Linked DNA regions of Zea mays: region 1 is linked to region 2. The links are chromatin contacts, called in public Hi-C maps. All regions are on one chromosome and are shown on one strand. The core of a region is the stretch at or near the end of the contact, and the rest is flanking DNA. Distances in the headings are between cores, read along the strand shown.

The links. Hi-C and Micro-C count contacts between places; a contact is called where the count stands out from the background.
Region 1: a contact with region 2 is called in a Hi-C map of ear, with 2.5 times the contacts expected there. The contact joins the promoter of LOC100384518 here to the promoter of LOC100285311 in region 2. A contact is called at or near these places in 3 of 25 Hi-C or Micro-C datasets (ear, leaf and tassel).

The regions. Positions count from the first base shown.
Region 1 is chr7:132,903,551-132,907,149 of Zm-B73-REFERENCE-NAM-5.0, forward strand. It overlaps LOC100384518, which reads left to right and starts at 1,683. Exons shown (of 2, transcript NM_001177040.1): 1 at 1,683-2,058. The coding sequence starts at 1,686. It also overlaps the pseudogene LOC103634167.
Region 2 is chr7:132,658,023-132,661,623 of Zm-B73-REFERENCE-NAM-5.0, forward strand. It overlaps LOC100285311 (plant-specific domain TIGR01570 family protein), which reads left to right and starts at 2,071. Exons shown (of 1, transcript NM_001158204.2): 1 at 2,071-3,166. The coding sequence starts at 2,144. The coding sequence ends at 2,887.

The sequences.
Region 1 (3,599 bases), core at 433-2,932, 250 kb after region 2:
TGGCCCCTCTGCCCCTCTGCGCCGTACCAACACCGCGGGAGCTATAGCCCCCGATTTAAAGTTCAGTTCGTGGGGGGTGATCGACATATCCTGCCGATTGCCCAGACGCAGCACACTCTCCGCCCAAAATTCGCCTGCAACCCTGAGCGACGACGATGGAGGAGGGGTCGAAGGCGATGCTGGCCAAGCCCATCCAGCTCGCGGACCAAGTGGCGCAGCAGGCGGGCTGGCAGTGCCTCAGGGCAGACTGCACGGAGCTACGGTCTCGCGCCATGAAGCTCGCCGAGCTCCTGCGGTAGGCGGCAGGCGGCGCGGGTCGAGCCGTACGAGCGCCCCGCCGTGCGTCATGGCCGACACGGAGCGAGCGCTCCACAAGGCCGCGGGCATGGCCGCGTGTTGCTTCCAGAGCCACTCCCGCCTCCGCCGCTTCTTCACGCTCAACCCGGTGTCCGGGCTCCCGCGCACCCTCGCCCTGCTCGACACCGCGCTCGAGGACATCGCCTGGCTCATCCGCGTCTCGTCCCCACAGGACGACGACGGCGACCTGCGAGGGCTCCCCAACATCGCGCAGAACGAGCTCGTGCTCGGCATGGTCTGGGACAACATTGCGTGCCTCCACACCGGCGGTCCAGACGTAGCACGTTCTCCGCCCAAAATTCGCCTGCAACCCCGAGCGACAACAATGGGGGAGGGGTCAAAGGCGATGCTGGCCAAGCCCATCCAGCTCGTGAACAACATGAATCCTTGATTCGTCAGCTCTTCCATATTAGTTAGACAGGGTCTGTTTCAGACTACGTTGAACAGTTTGCATCCTTGATAGATGAGTTAGCTGCATATGAGTCGCATACTGATCCCTTGTACTACACAATGCGATTTATCGATGGTCTCAAACATGATATTAAAATTGTTATAATGGTACAAAGACCTCCAAATCTCGATGCTGCTTGTGCACTCGCCCTTGTGCAGGAAGAGGCGCTGGAGTCATCTCGGCGTCAGCGTGCTGAGCCTTTCTCCAACCGGATGGCTTGGCCGCATATGGCGTCGTCTGAATTCAGCAAGAAGGAACAACCAGGCGGACAAAATCAATCCACTGACAAAACGACTGGTGACTTCAGTCGTGCATCTTCACCAGCTGATCGTGTAGCATCGCTCAAAAGCTATCATCGTGCTCGCAGTTTGTGCGACCGCTGTGCGGAGAAATGGTTTCCCGGTCACAAATGTGCCAGCACGGTACAGTTACATGCCATCGAGGAGGTATGGGATCTACTGGCAGTACCAGAAAGTGTCGAAGGCGCACCTGTCAGCAGAGCAGATCACATGGACCATGCAGAGGAGCGGACTCAAGCAGTGCAACAGAAGGCACAGACAGAGGGAGTCAAGGAAGACAATCAGAGCCCGCGCAGCCGTCGTGTACCAAAGCCAAATACCAAGTACATCGGTGCAGAGTGGCGCGTATAGGTATACGGAGTTATACGTATTGATGAGGGCAGGTGTGCCGGTATAAATAATATTGTAATCGTTTCTAAACTCAGTCTGGAACATGTTATTGTCGAGTCGGCAAGAAAGGAATAGATACCAGAGAAATTCCTGGCGTGAACCACGGGTGTTGTTCACATTTGGTACCAGAGCCAATACTGGATCCTCCACACGGGTACTGGACGAGATCGCAATCGAAGTTGGGCGGCATGGCGCCAGCGAAGACGGACGATCCTTTGTCCCAGCTTCTGGCGAAGATCGAGGAGGGAAACAAGGAGACTCACCGACGCATGGAGGCGATTCAGGGGGCGGTGGGAAATATGGAGGCGGCGGTCAAGGTGGTGATGACGGAGCAGGGAGATCTTCAGAAGTGGAAACCGGAGGTGGAAGCGAAAGTGACGGAGATTTCTGATGCTCTAAAGGCGATCCAGATCCAGATGGGAAAGATGGAGAAGAAGCCGCTCGGTTTCGGGTCGAGACAGGAAGAAGAAGGAGAAGACGGATTTCTGAAGCCGCCACCATCTGATTCTTCGAATTTGGAGTTTCGTCGTGAAGAAGGGCGGACCCAATTCTCGCATGGAGGTATGAACTCGCCCTGGAACTCCAACTCTTTCAGATTCGAGGCTGCTGGAAACCATTCCTTTGGCGACTGGTCACATGGGTCCGGATCGGGTATACCTAGTATGAGTTTCCCTGTTTTTGATGGATCCAACCCTAAGCTGTGGAGAACGCGGTGTGAAACCTACTTTGATTTCTATTCTGTTGCTCGTCCCATGTGGATTCGGTTGGCCATCATGCATTTTGAGGGTGCGGGTTTATTCTGGTTACAATCTGTAGAACATCGGCTTAGATACATGAAGTGGGATGAATTCTGTTCTGGATTGTATAACAGATTTGGAAGGGATCAACATGGTACCTTGATTCGACACTTCTATCACATATACCAGCAGAACTCAGTGGTGGAATATGTGGAACAGTTTGACATGCTGTTACATCAACTACTAGCCCATGAAAGCCAGTTGACGCCAATGATGATCACTTCCAGATTTGTGGATGGTTTAAAGGATGGTATACGGGCTGTGGTGGCCATTCAACGCCCAGCCGATCTGGACACAGCCTGTTCGCTAGCTCTATTACAGGAGGATATGTTGACACAACCCAATCGGAAGGAAGGCAGGAGAGTGGAATTGGGTGGTTATACTAGACCCTCCAATCCCTCCATGAAGACTGCGACCATGGCTGGACATCAAGTATCAGTTACCACAAGTCGGATCCATCCCTTGTCAGAAGATCGTCGTAGGCCGTCTGGGAGCGATGGAAGGACGGAGGATCAGAAACTTGCTGCCTTGAAGTCCTACAGAAGAGCCAAGGGCTTATGTTTTAAATGTGGTGAAAAGTGGAATTATAATCACCATTGCTCTAACAGTGTTCCTCTTCATGTGGTGGAGGAGATGTGGGCTGTGACTGACCAGGGAAAGGAGGAAGGGGACACTGATCCAAAGGATGAGCATTATGAAACTGAGAACGAGGAGGCAGTGTTGGCGTTGTCTACGGCGGCAGTAAATGGTAGTGAAAACAACAGGACTATTCGGTTATGGGCCTCGATTCACTGTCAACAGGTGCTCGTATTGGTGGATTCTGGTAGCTCGGCTAGTTTTATGGGTACCCATCTGATGGAAGTAGTGAAAGGGGTGCAGAATTTGGTCAGACCTGTTAAAGTCAAAGTTGCTGACGGGTACTATTTGTGGTGTGAAAAATGGGTACCAAGCTGTCAATGGCTATGTGAGGGAATAACTTTTTATACTGATTTCAAGTTCTTGCCATTGGACGGTTATGATCTTATACTAGGGATGGACTGGTTGGAGGATCTTAGTCCTATGTCTATAGACTGGGCTACAAAATGGATGGAGTTCGTGTACAAGGGTAAGAAAGTGCAGTTACAAGGCGTAACTCCTAAATTAAAAGCTTGTACTCCCATGTCTAGTGTGCAATTGAAGGGTTTGCTCAGGAAGGAAGCGGTGGAACAAGTAATCGAGTTGAGGATCACCATGGAGACTGAGACAAACACTGTTCCCGATCAGATTGTTGAGTTGGTGAACAAATACCAGGAATTGTTTGCAGCC
Region 2 (3,601 bases), core at 821-3,320:
AACTATAAACTTCTATAACTTCTCAAGATCTACAAAGTTTATTTTGGTTGTTTGGTCATTTGTTTATCTCACATGATGAATCTAACAATATGTACAAATTCTATACGTCTCTCTCGTAGTTTCATAAATTACGAGAGAGATATAGGTTTTATGAACAAATTTATTTTTATTTTGTTATATGAAGAAATGTTCAATATATAAATTGTATATCATGATGAGTTATACGAATTTGTAGTTAAAAACTTTTTCATTTGAATTAATTTACTACTTTAAAATGTGATTTTTAAATTGTCTTTGCCTAGTGTTGGAGAAAAAACACTCGACAAAGAGCTATTTGCCGAGTGTTGTATTTGTGACACTCGACAAAGGGTCTTTGCCGAGTGTCAAAAAAAGACACTCGGTAAAGAAACTCTTTGCCGAGTGTCAAAAATAAAACACTCGGTAAAGAGCTTATTTGCCGAGTGTTTTCTTTTACCGAGGGTTTTTTGCGTAGCGCTCGACAAAGAACTACTTTGCCGAGTGTCCGAAAAAAACACTTGACAAAGAATATGGCACTCGGCAAAGAGCCAAATTACGGTAGTGATCGTAAACAAATCCTTTCACCTCCATCTTTATATCTTGTTACACATGTGCATTATCTTTAATTTTATATCTAAAATGACAGCCTGAAACAGCGTTCGCACCCCGGGGCTGTCTGCTATCGATCCGTATGACCGTATCCATCCATGGAGAACACGCCATGTGCACGCGGCATCCACACCCACAAACACACAGCCGCACCCAGTGGAACTCCGATCCCCCCAATAATTTGCCTGCTCACTGTACGGATCCCGCGGCGGCCGGCGCCGCGCCGCGCCGCCATGGATAGGCGAAGAACTCCGCGGCCCATGCGTGATATCTGCATCGCGCTGAGCTTGCTAAATCACTACGCAACGTGATGCCTCGCTCGCTAATAACAAAGGATGGTGATATCGTCAAATTATTGTACTGGAGGGAATTATGCACGCGCATGATTGAATAATTCGTCTGCATTTCGTGCGTCATTCAATTAGAAAACGCAAGAAACTATTTTATTTAGTATTTTTTCACAAAATATACAGATCATACTTAATTCCAAACGTTTGTAAGACTTTTCGGTGTTGGAAACGGTGCGGAGAAGTTTCATCACATGAAACTCACTTCATCCCATGCATAGTAAACAGGTTTTTTTTTGTAGCAGTTGAAACTGATGAATGACTCCTCATCATACTTAGTTTCCTAAGAGAAATAAAAATCTTGAATAGCTCTGGCTATAGGCTGTTTGGGATGAGGTGAACTGAAACAGAGCCCACGACGGCAACATTGAGGGGCAATGTAGTAGTACTATGGATGAACGAATCGAGGGACAGATGCCGAACCAGAACAGCAACCATGTTCTTCTATCCTATCCTGCCACCTGCCAGCAGCACCCCACCCCAAGTGGCCCTTCTTCGCCTCTTTCGTGCGTATCACCATCGATCCCCTGTCCCCCTGCCATCAACTCGAATGTCCGCTTATTAAGGGTTTGTTCGGTTAGCTCTCAATCCATGTGGATTGAGTAGAATTGGGTGGGTTTAAATCCCAAATAAGTTAAACTTCTTCTTAATTTTTTCCAATCCCGTCCAATCCATAAATAATAGGATTAATCGAACAAGGCCTAACATGACGTGTTTCCATGCTTTTTTACATGAGTGTTGGCCACCATCAACCCTTGGCTTCAGTGACAGAGTGAGACTCGTCAGGTTGAAGCCGAAGCGGATTTGGGTTTTGACATGATCATCATATGCGGACGAGGATATCCGAACAGATTTGTTTTTGGTATACACCATCAGCACTGTTATTATCTCCATTCGTTCCCATCTCAGTACATAATCCATCGTACAACAATCCAAAGCAAGCAGAAGCACGATCATGGGTATCGTATCGTCCCAAACAGTCAATGAACAGCCGAACGACGAGACGACCAACTTCTTTTCCTGTCCCGTCGTTCTCCTGACGCGTGTTATGTATATATCCCAACGAGAAGAGCCCCCTTTGCTTCAGAGAAAAGTAATAAGACCGTGCTGCGCCTGCGCTGCGCAGCTCCAGCACCACAGCACCAGAGCTCGATCGACCTCCCTCTCCAATGCCGTCTTTCATCGACGGCCCCACTTTCCGGGCGCTGCTCCGGCCGTCCACCAACGGGCGCCGGACCAAGATCTCGGACAGCGGCGGCGGCGGCGGGGGCATCTTCAAGATGTTCAAGCTCATGCCCATGCTCTCGTCCGGGTGCAAGATGGTGGCGCTGCTGGGCAAGCACAACAACCGGGCGCTGCTGGCCGACCACGCGACGACGGTGACGCTGTTCGGGCCGCGCCGGGGCCGCGTGAGCCTGGCCATCCACGAGGACACGCGCGCGCCGCCGCTGTTCCTCATCGAGCTGCCCATGCTGACGAGCGCGCTGCACCGGGAGATCTCGTCCGGGGCGCTCAAGCTGGCGCTGGAGAGCGACACCCGCAGCGCGCGCCGCCGCCTCGTGGAGGAGTACGTCTGGGCCGTCTACTGCAACGGCCGCAAGGCCGGATACTCCATCCGCAGGAAGGAGGCCTCCGACGACGAGCGCCACGTGCTGCGCCTCCTGCGCGGCGTGTCCATGGGCGCCGGCGTGCTCCCGGCCGCCCCCGAGAAGGAGGGCGGCGTGCCCGCGGGGCCCGACGGGGAGCTCACGTACGTGCGCGCCCGCGTCGAGCGCGTCGTCGGATCCAAGGACTCGGAGGCCTTCTACATGATCAACCCCGAGGAGGGCGGGAACGGCGCCGATAATAACGGGGGCGGTGGAGGCGCCGGCGGCGCGCCGGAGCTGAGCATTTTCCTAGTAAGGATGAAATGAATAAACCGTCATATTATTACTGCTACAGCATAAATATATATAAATATAATAGGGTGCTATATTGTTTTTTACACACACCCTTGTGCCTTGTTGCACACAGCAGATGTGTTCTATGAAACTGTCCATAGATCGAGTTTGTAATCTAACTGATGTATATCTCCATGTTAGATAATTGATTTTGTGAATCGTGCTGAGATCAAATCCGGGGTGCATATTGTTCTTAGCGGAGTAGCAAGAACATTATTATATATGAAAGAGAGCGGTACTTCATTCGGTTGATTTCTATGTACAAAGAAAAAATGCTCAAGCTTCATGTGTTCTTGAGGAAAAAAATAATATAATGTAGATGCACAGTTGCTTTACCTTTGACACGTAACGATCTTTATCTCTATCCATTCGCCCAACTATGTGCCAAGAGATTAAACGCTAGTATTCTCGAAGCCATATAATAGAAGAGATAACAAAATGAATAGATGCACACGGCTATGTGTGAAGTTCATTTGAAAAACAATAGGCCAGACATTGTGGGAACATTAGTAGAGTAGCCATCGAACATGCGTTTCTAAGAAAAGCAATATTTTCGAAGACGACCCCTTACTGTAGGCAGCAGTCCTGAATGGCGACCGCTTGTGCCGATAGCGGGGGCCCATCATGGGCCATAGCCACACAGACCGTATGTACAAACAACATTTCTACTGGCCGTAGCTTTACGTG